3 separate regions of the Sus scrofa genome follow, and all the other regions are linked to region 1. The links are chromatin contacts, called in public Hi-C and HiChIP or PLAC-seq maps. All regions are on one chromosome and are shown on one strand. The core of a region is the stretch at or near the end of the contact, and the rest is flanking DNA. Distances in the headings are between cores, read along the strand shown. Region 1 holds the start of CTNNA1 (catenin alpha-1). Region 2 holds the start of EGR1 (early growth response protein 1). Region 3 holds the start of HSPA9 (stress-70 protein, mitochondrial).

The links. Hi-C and Micro-C count contacts between places; a contact is called where the count stands out from the background. HiChIP or PLAC-seq counts read pairs in DNA pulled down with a chosen protein or histone mark.
Region 2: a Hi-C map of liver shows a contact between it and region 1, with 3 times the contacts expected there. The contact joins the promoter of EGR1 here to the promoter of CTNNA1 in region 1. A contact is called at or near these places in 2 of 47 Hi-C or Micro-C datasets (heart right ventricle and liver).
Region 3: an H3K27ac HiChIP or PLAC-seq map of alveolar macrophages shows a contact between it and region 1. The contact joins the promoter of HSPA9 here to the promoter of CTNNA1 in region 1. A contact is called at or near these places in 3 of 47 Hi-C or Micro-C datasets (embryonic fibroblasts, heart right ventricle and skeletal muscle) and 1 of 2 datasets of contacts at active chromatin or transcription factors (alveolar macrophages).

The regions. Positions count from the first base shown.
Region 1 is chr2:140,681,135-140,684,511 of Sscrofa11.1, forward strand. CTNNA1 (catenin alpha-1) reads left to right here and starts at 1,642. Exons shown (of 18, transcript XM_003123988.6): 1 at 1,642-1,786.
Region 2 is chr2:140,439,057-140,442,433 of Sscrofa11.1, forward strand. It overlaps EGR1 (early growth response protein 1), which reads left to right and starts at 1,773. Exons shown (of 2, transcript XM_003123974.6): 1 at 1,773-2,967. The coding sequence starts at 2,661.
Region 3 is chr2:140,530,270-140,533,646 of Sscrofa11.1, forward strand. It overlaps HSPA9 (stress-70 protein, mitochondrial), which reads right to left and starts at 1,895. Exons shown (of 17, transcript XM_005661695.3): 1 at 1,395-1,895; 2 at 20-78. The coding sequence starts at 1,475. LOC110259501 (a long non-coding RNA gene) reads left to right here and starts at 1,902. Exons shown (of 3, transcript XR_002341934.1): 1 at 1,902-2,024.

The DNA of each region.
Region 1 (3,377 bases), core at 392-2,891:
AGCCATAATCACTTCGTCTCTGGGGGTGGGGTTCAGGGGCCTGCTTGGTTTAATATTCCATTGCTGCTATCTTAAAATTGTTAGCAATTTTTGGAGTTCCCATTGTGGCACAGTGGGTTCAGAATTCAACTGCAGCAGCTTGGGTCACTGCAGAGGTGCAGTGTGTTCAAGGATCCTGTGTTGCCACAGCTTCGGTATAGGTCACAGCTGTGACTCAGGCTGCATTCTTGGCCTGGGAGATTTGACAAGCTGTGAGTGTGGGCATCAAATGAAAAAAAAAAAAAAAAAAACAAAAAACTGAAAACCTGTTAGTAATTTTTCAACAAGGGGCATCATAAATTGAGTAGCTGGTACTTGAGTGAAGAGATGAGTATACAAAATTATGGAGCATAATCCTTTAACTATGTCTTTTGTTAGTTCAAACAAGTATTTATTGATTGAATACTATGTTCTAAGGTAGCTAAGTGTAGCTGGAGGAAGCCACAGCCACTCCATGTAGGGGAGACCACAGGAGCAAAAGCTCTGAAGATGGAAACAGCATGGACTGTGGCTGGACAAGAATGGCCTCATTAAGGTTACAGTGGGCACTTGCACCTACAGAGAGTAACTGGGCCCCGCCTAGGGGATGAGCCTTGTGCTGGGTGCTGTAGGAGATACAGCTGCTGCCCTCCAGGAGTTTGCATTTCCTGGGAAAGGGAGATTTGAGTAGAAAAAGGTAAACATGCTGAGGGCAGGTCTCCCTAGCACCCTGTTCAGAGCTCAGCCCAAAACGAACAGTGGATACTGCTGTCATGCATAATTTTGGACTTAATAGACCAGTGCAGAAATCAACTCGTTCGTCATCCCATGATGGAGAAGGAAGTCATACCAGACTGAGAGTGTAGTATTTTTGGTTTTGTTTTGTGGTTTTTGGGGGGAGCGTTCAGTAGAAAGATAAGGAAGGAAGAGTGGGAATGAAATTCCCTAAATGGCCAGAGGGATAGGGATAGAAGCCAGGTCCTTCAAATGTGCGTGTGTGGGGAGGGGGACAATCTCAGGAGGTGATGCTCCTGTCACAAGCCTCTTGTTCTCCATCAGGAAGGCTGTTGGGTTTACCCATCTGTCAAGCGACCGGCTGAGTTGGGTGATTGCTAGGAGGCTTTCCCATCGCACATTATGAGGTCCCTGGAATTGGATTCGAGTTGCACTCTGCCTCAAGGTGTGAGGCTTCAGTTTTTCCTTCCGTAAAGCCAGGGAATGGGCCTGGAGCTCTTTTCTGGAAGCCTGTGCCCCGGGAACACCTGTGGCACTCGGAAGTCTGCGCCGCCGGGCCGCCGGGTCCCAGGGGCATCAGCGGGAGGTGGGGCCAGAGCGGGCGGTGCCCGGAGACTCACCTGTGCGCCGCGCGCTGACTCACCTGCCCTCCCCAGCTGGCGGGCTGTTCCAGGCACCCGCGCTCCTCCCTCCGCTCGGGGGTGGGGGTCTCTCCCGGCCAGAGTGCCCACTAGGGGCTTGGCAAGAAGAACCTCGAGGGTCAGGGGCAGAGAGCAAGAGGGCCTCTGGGGGGTCCGGGCCTGGCGGACCAGGCGCTCCGGGTCAGGGGCCACCCTGGCCAGCGGGGTGGCAGCGGGAGGCGCCGGGAAGAGCGCGCCGGAGGGAGGTGCCGGGAAGGGCGGGCGGGGCCCGGGACGCGGGGCGGGGGCGCCGGGCGGCCCATTTCCTCCCTGGAGCCGGACAGGGGCAGACAAAGCGGCGGCCGTTGGCTTCGGGCCTCGGGAATCTTCCTGCCTCGCCTCGCTCGCCGCAGGTAATTGCCTTCGCGCGGGTGTGGGCGCCCCTCGCTGGGCAGGGGGCTCCTCGGGCGGGCGGCCCGGGCGGTCCCCTTTGCGACCCCGCCTGGCCTCGGGCTCCGGGTGGGCGCCGCTGCGGCCTCCGGCCCGCTCTCGCCGCGGGGCCCCGGGCCTGGGCCCTGGTGGAGCGGGCGGGGCCGGCGCTTACTGGCGCTCGGGAAGTTGAGGGCCCGCGGCGGCCGGAGCAGCGCGAGCGGCAGGCCCCGCGCCGCCGCGGCGCCTGCTCTCGGGAAAGTTTCTCCGGGCTTGGAAACTTTGTTCGAGTAGCCTCGGTGCGCGCGCCAGGCCCGCGCTGAGCCCGCTCGGCCGCCTTCCTCGAGGGCAAGAGTCCGTGCGTGGTTCCGCGGGCGGGCGGGCGGCGGCGTTGCGTTTTCCGGGGAAGCGAGTGAGGTCTGTGGTTTCTGGCATCGCACCCCTCCCCCCGCCACCGAAACTTGCCGGTCAGGTGGACGGGGCGGCTGCTGGGCCCGCACCCTCGCGTTCCCGGCCCGAGCGCATGTGCGAGTTTGCGTGTCCCTTTCTCGGACACAGTCTGGCTGGGAAGGGGCGCCACACCCGTGTGGACTTTTGGCGTGTACATGTGAACCTTTGTTGTGAAATTCCTCGGACTTCTGTGCTGTGTAATTGGACGCCCTGAACTCTAATTAGTTCTGGTTTGCACGAGGGACGTTGGAATCTTTTTTTTGTTGATTTCTAAAGGGGTGTGTTTGTGTGGGAGAGGGAGAGAGAGAGAGAAAGGGAGAGAGAGAGAGGGAGAAACACTTGTTGGAAAAAATGTTGTCTGAATGCCTACTAACCTTGGTGTGGCAGGAATGGCTTCCCAATAATGCAGGCGGCAGTTGGCTCCAATCCAGGACTGAAACCCTATTATGTCCCTCTGCGTCTTTGCAACATTTTTTGGTGTTTGCTTTGTACAGAATTTACAATAATCTAGAAAAGAGTAAGGTATGTTCACTCTCTAGATTATTAAGGCGTTTCTTATGTGTGTTGAAGGAAGTGATTACATCACTGTATTGTTGCAACAGGATAGGCATTTCCATGGGAGGATCGTATGTTTAGCAGTGATTTTTGAAGATTGTATAGGTGTGTGTCACTTTAGGAAAGTGTGGATTTGTAAATCACCTTAGTGAGGATGTGGTACTTTAATCCATAGCTTTTGTCCAGTGATTTACTCTTTCTGACTTTTATCAAATTACAAAAATCATTTTTATCCACTTTCTTAAGGGCCCACAGTTGATTAAGAAATAGTCTCTGCCCCAAGAACCCACCGTGTAATAGGGAAGGGACACACAGCTTGGGTGTAGTGCAAGGCCGATGGCGATATGAACCACAACAGTAATGACCAAAAACTTGTGCGTGGGTCACACCTTACGTAATAATAATGATAAGAGAAACTCGTGGAATTGTGCAGGGGGATCTAGTAAGTTTTGTTTGGATAAGACCAGAGGGCTTCCAGGAGGGGACGGGCATTTGAACTGGTTAGAGCAGCAGTGGGGTTTTGTCGGGAAGAAGCATGAAAGGGCATAAAGGCGTTTGTGGAATTGGATT
Region 2 (3,377 bases), core at 523-3,022, 240 kb before region 1:
TTAGTCTAGGGGAAAACCTTTCTTTTTCAGAGCTCCACATGATTCTGCTACACAGTCAAGGTTAAAAAATTCTGCTCTTGGAAATGACGTCCGACTACAGCAAAAGGATTCAGATTAGCTCTTCAGGACAATGTCTCCTGTGTTAGAATTGGCATGTTTCTCCTTCTCTGTACCACTTTTCAGAAAAGGGTCACTAGGCTTTGCTTGGAGGATGAAGATGGATGGGTGAACTGTGGGCGGCCCTGTGGGTCAAAAGCCCCTGAAAATAATAATAGCCACTGTTGACTGAATGCCAAGTACAAGAGTCAAGCACTGTGATTTCAGACTTCACAGATGGCAGTCCCTGTGAAGTTTCAGTCTTCACAATAATCCTTCCATGTGGGTATCATTAGCATTAGCTCTATTTTACAATTGAAGAGAGAGTCAAAAAGCTTGGCCAAGGTAACCCACCAGGGAGTAGCAAAATGGGCATTTAGACACGACACCTGACTCTGACCCGCCCGGCCTTGCTGCCCAGCAGGAGGCCTCAGAGAGATTCATCACTCCTGCCCCTGCCCCTAATGGACCACTCCTTAAGCGGTGGGAGTGTCCCCCACCCCTGCTCTTCGACCCCTACCTCCGGAAGCTGTTTCGGTTCAAGGAGACCCTAGCTCACTCTCTTCTCTCCCAGTGTCGTCAGCACCTTCCTTCCACACACAGACTCTCTGCTTTCTTTTTAAATTCAGAAAAACACCACCTCCCCTGGATTCAGAGCTAGAGCAGGAGCCTACCGGAATCCCTGTTCTGTGTGGGGTGTGCGCTTGACGGTGGGGAGTCGGGTGAGGACGGAATGGGGAGGGCTTCTCCGTTGGTGTTTGCATGGTCCCGGGAGACCTCCGGGAACCATTCCAGCCTCCTCCCGTCCACCCCCACCTTGGCCTGGCTCGGAAAGGGGAGTGTTATCCCGCCTTGGAGGTGGCGGCTCCCCGGGGACTGCAGGGGGAGCCCGGGCTTCGGCGCCTGCTCAGTTCGCGTTCACTGCGTCTAAGGCTCCCCCGGCCTGGCGCGGCGCCCAGCACAGGAGCCGGGAGGGGGAGCAAAAAGGCGGCGGAAGAGCCCACACGGTCAGGGGCCGGGGGAACCGAGCCGGAGAGGGGACCTCCAGAGGGCAGCACCAAGCCGCTAAGGAAGTCCTCTCTTCGGGCTAGTTTGGGGTCCCCAGAGAGCCCATAGAAAAGCCTCCTTTTCAGATTCCCACACCGCCCGCCCCTCCTCCACCTGTTCCGGATAAAGGTGGGAAAGTCTCCCATTATCACAAGGACCACTAGCTCCTGGTGTGAACAGGACTCAGGTCTCTCCAGGGGTAACCAGTTTCCTTCGTCCAGCCACCCAAACGTGGGCTTTTCCCCAGCAGGGACGAGAAACAGTCTTTCGGTTCTGATGGCGCAGAGGGATCCCCAGGCCCCAACAGCCCCAGCCCATTGGCAGATGGAGGAGAAGCAGGTGGCCGCCGCACCGCACCTTACTGCCCAGGAACCCAGGAACCATCTGCTGTTATTTCCTAGCCTCAACTTCCCCAGCGACACCTGGAAAGGCGCCGTGCCATTGGCCGAGGCTGGGGGTCAGGGCCCCGCCTTTCCTGGGCGGCCTCTGCCCCGGCCAGCACAGCCGCTCCTCCCCTTCTCTCCCGCCCGGCTCCCACGGTCCCAGAGGTGGGCGGGTGAGCCCTGGATGACGGCACGAGAACCCCAGTCCGACTCGCCTTCGCCCCCGCCCCGGGCCCGGGCTTTCCCAGCCCAGTCCTCGCCGAGGAGCCGCGGTGCGCCTAGCGCTCCGCTCCCCGAACCCCCCCAGCCTGGGTGTCCCCGGCTCTTGCGCGAGTTGGGCTCCCGGCTTGGAACCAGGGAGGAGGGAGGGCGCCAGGGAACAGCAAGCAGCGACCCGGAAACGCCATATAAGGAGCAGGAAGGATCCCCCGCCGGAACCACCCTTATTTGGGCAGCGCCTTATTTGGAGCGCCCCGATATGGCCTGGCTGCTTCCGGCTCCGGGAGGAGGGAAGAAGGCGGAGGGAAGGGGCGGGGGCAAGGCCGGGGAGTTTCGGAGCAGCTTGAGTCCGGGAGTTCTCAGCTGCGGCTTGGGTGCTAAGCTTCCTCGAAGCCGTGGCACCTCGGGTGCGGGAGCCGGCATGAGGCCCGAGGTGCGGGATGGCGGTGCCCACGGCTCTCGGAGAGGGGCCTTCGCGTCACTCCGGGTCCTCCCGGCCGGTCTTGCCATATTAGGGCTTCCTGCTTCCCATATATGGCCATGTACGTCACGACGGAGGCGGGTCCGTGCCGTTCCAGACCCTTCAAATAGAGGCGGATCCGGGGAGTCGCGAGAGATCCCAGCGCGCAGAACTTGGGGAGCCGCCGCCGCCGCCGCCGACAGCTGCCGCCGCCGCCGCCGCCGACAGCTGCCGCCACCGCCGAAAGACCGGCCCCTACCCCAGCCTCGGTAGCAGCGCCGCGGCTACACCGGCCGGCGGCGAGGGCGAGCCTGCAGACCCCACCTGCGCTTTCCACAGTGTGCACCGCGCCCCGCATGTGACCTGGCCAGGCCCCCGAGAGGTGTCCCCCGCAGCTCCAGCCCCAGGCTGCGCCCACCCGCCCCAACACCAGCTCTCCAGCCCGCCGGTTCGGGATGGCGGCAGCCAAGGCCGAGATGCAGCTGATGTCCCCACTGCAGATCTCCGACCCCTTCGGCTCCTTTCCACATTCGCCCACCATGGACAACTACCCTAAGCTGGAGGAGATGATGCTGCTGAGCAATGGGGCTCCCCAGTTCCTCGGTGCCGCCGGAGCCCCCGAGGGCAGCGGCGGTAACAGCAACAGCAGCAGCAGCAGCGGGGGCGGTGGAGGTGGAGGGGGCAGCAGCAACAGCAGCAGCAGCAGCGCCTTCAACCCTCAGGGGGAGGCGGGCGAGCAGCCCTACGAGCACCTGACCGCAGGTAAGCTGTGGCCTATGCCGAGGGCTAGCCCCCTGCCCCACCATCCTGGCATCTGGTCCTGCCCCACGGCTTTTGTAGCGCGCCCTTCACCGCAGCAGTGCTCCCGTGTCTCAGGGATGCAAGTGGGGTTTCCCTTCCTTTCCTCGCATCCCCAGGGTTCTATGTTAGAGGGATGTCTGGGGGCATCCACCTCCACCCCCATCCTCGGCGTCCTTAGCGGTGCGCAGAGGAGCCAGCTTTTGTTTTGGATGGAGAGCTGCGGGGTTGCGTGGGTGGGTGGAGATGGGGGAGGGCTTGTTTTGACGAGCCAGGCTGCGCCCCCTCCCCCTCCAGAAAGGCTTGCCTAAACTGTCGCCTGTCCCCAGTTAAGGGCCAATCGGTGGCCAGGGATGTCCCGGCAGCCCGGGGTA
Region 3 (3,377 bases), core at 645-3,144, 150 kb before region 1:
AAAAGGAAATTATACTTACGCATAGTCCCGCCTTGAAACAATTCTAAAAGCCTCATGACTAAGGCCATTCCAGCCATCCTTAAAAAAAAAAAAAAAAAGAAAGAAAGAAAAAAGTGTGAGCCATCAACTACATATGAAAATTTAGACCTATTTTTAATTATTTCTCTAAAAAACACATGAAAGCTTGAATCTTTCATTCTGTTAACTGAGTGGCTACCATGTATAAGGTATACTGAAATGATAAAGTATTTCATGTATGAGACATTAAAACAAGTTCAGTAAAGGATAAATTTACCAAGTAAGTCAGATATAAAATAAAAAGACATAAAGTCTTGAGTTACATTACCAAAGACTCCCTCAATCTTGGCATTACTGATTTTGAACAAAATCTTTATTGGGATCTGGAATGTTCTGTGTACTATAGGATGTCTAGCAGCATCCAGGGCCTTTACAACTACAGTTTAGTAGCATCATGGCTACTCAAGTTGTGACAACCAAAATTATCACCAAACATTACCAAATATCCCGTGGGAAAGCAAAAACGCAGTACAAAATACTACTCAATATTACTCAATTTTAGAAGCAGTGTTTTCCCCAAGTCTCACTTAAGTGTGTGTTGCAGATATGTATTTAACTTACTCCGACATTTCCCCTGAGTTCCAAGCAACTAGTTTAAGGCAACGTGAATTAATAATCTTGCCCTCAGTTTAAGGGGAAAAAAAAAATCTGCCAGGCCCCAAATCAGGACCACCTTTACCCAACCTAAGTGAAAACAGACAATTCTTGTTCCACTAAAACGTCTATTTTTGGTCTTACACGATAATAAACAATCACTCCATAGCCTTATCCTGATTTGAGCTTTTCTTCCGAAATAATGGAAAACAGTCCTACGGTAAGGGTTCTGAGAAATTAACTAACCAAATGTCTCTAAGCAAAAATAAATGAGACTGATTTTTAATTTACCGCTTAAGGACTTTTTCTTTCTTCGTTACGTCATAGGAGAGAAGTCCTTGAACGGTCTGTATCTTACAGAGAACAATTATCTTTCTACTTATAGATGGAAACCAAAGCCAAAATAACGATTCCGTCCCAATAAACTACGTCCCTCAACCTCAACACCAAAACTGTCTAATCCATCTCAAAAGTTAAAAAGGCCACAATTCTTTATTCCGTGGAATTAAAAAAAAAAAAAGAGGTGTGACTCAGCAGGACCTGAGACAGGAAGGCAAAATCCTGAAATAAGCTTTGAACGCGCAGCCCTGACTACCGAAAAAGGCCCGTTATTTGTAGTCTCTCCTCATCTTTCCCGGAGGATTCTGACCCCGGAGGCCGCGCCATGCCTCACTGAGTCCCCAGGCCGTGAGCCCGACGGGGAAGGCCCGGCAGTTCCATACCTGGTGGCGAGCGGCAGTGGGGCCCCGGGAGGCTGCAGCACCAACAAGACGGGCTGTTGCGGCTCGGCTGGCACTTATCATGCTGCTAAATGGTAGGAAGAACAAACTGCAAACTACGCGCTCGGAAGGATGAGAGCTGCGCGGCGCGGGGGTGCAGCGCTTCTGGAAACCTCCAACCACGTGGGGTGGGGGGCGGGGGTTGATCACTGCCCCCCGAAAGCCCGCTCTTCCGCTGAGGCGTCTCCTGCGCTGCCTGATCGGAGAATACCTGAACGCCGCTTCCGGAATCAGGGCCTATGGCTAAAACGCTTCGTAGCATGATAGTTAGGGAAGCTGTGTCCTTCCGTGCCGGCTGCGGTAGATCTGGGATCAGCGAGAGACAAGGAGGCTAAGAGAAGGAAAAGGCAGATCGTTGGACAACCCCGGTCCTCGGTGGCAGGAAAGACTCAAGGTCACACGGGATAGATTAGGAACAGATTACAGTCTCCTTGCGTCAGTTGCGTGAGAGGAGGGGTCTGTTGCGCCTGCGCAACTGGCTGCCCTCTAAGGGCCTGGAGCGCATGTGCGGAGGGAGTGGCGGAAAACGGGGGTGGAGTCTGACTTCAGCATTCATAGGATGCTCCAGCTCACGTGAGTTTGGCGGTAGCGTTGCACCGGGAAGCTGGCCAGTACAAACGCCCCGCTCGAGTTGACGTTTTTCGCCTCAGGGACAGCGCCATTTTGTCCCAGGCGTTCAGTGTAACCCTTGGGCTTAAAACCTTTGTTGCCCAACTTTATTCTTTGTCCATCTTTTGGCTGCCGGTTATTATTCCAGTAACTTGAAATACACCTGCATATTGAGTTCTTAGATAAATTCTTGCAGTGTTTTACCGCAGGGACCATGGGTTTTGAACTACTAAATCATTCTTTCATTCACAGAGGTTTGGGACGCATTAGCCGAATTATTGTGTAGACCACTGAGAGAGAAAAAATTCCTAAACTCGGAGTCTTACCCACCCGGCTTTGCTGGGCACCGCTGAGGCGCTGAAATGGAGCAGGGCCCTCATGGGCAGAAAACTCTTTCTTGTTTGTAGGAAATAGGCTTCATTCAGTCTCCTGGGTTCCAAAGGGCAAATTTAAGCCACTGTTGATAATCAGGGAAGGGAGGGGATGCAGAAACATGGGAGGAGCAGTCAAACAATTGGGTATTTCCTGGTGGCCTAGAGGTTTAGGGCTAGGGGTTGTCACTGCTGTGGCTAGGGTTCAAGCCCAGGCACGTAGATGGGGCAGAGAGAGAAACAGTAGTGCAGCCTTAGGGCAGGTTCCTGCTTTCCCAAATTACCTGTGTAAAAGTATCCTTGAATTCTTTAGGAACTAAGCCCCCTCCCCGCTACACTCCAGGTGGAGGATGTTAACTTCAGGCTGAGCAGAAGATTCTAAAAGCACTGTAAATTTTGCCTATTAAAAACTTCTGCCCCGGAGTTCTCTGGTGGCCTAGCAATTAAGGATCTGGTCTTGTCACTGAAGCGGCTCTGACCTTTTGGTTTGTTTTGGACTCACTGTGCCTCAGAGACATGAACTTGTGTCCAGTAACAGCTCCTCAAGCCAATATCTAAACTATGTTGCTCCTGAAAGAAGGTGTGGTCCTGTAACAAGATGTCAATGACCAATCTACTGTGATAATTTTCAATTTTTTTTTTTTTCTTTTTTAAGGGCTGCACTTGTGGCATATGGAAGTTCCCAGGCTAGGGGTCAGATCTGAGCTGTAGCTGCCGGCCTGCACCATGGCCACAGGTAGGCTCCGAGGTGCGTCTGCGACCCACACCACAGCTCATGGCAATGCTGGATCCTTAACCTACTAAGTGAGGCCAGGGATCAAACCTGCATCCTCATGGATACTAATTGGATTCATTTCCTCTAAGCCATGATGGGAACTCCTTCAGATTTTTAAGAAAAAGAATTAATTTGTTGATTCAATAAGTACGTCCTAGAATGCCTTGATTT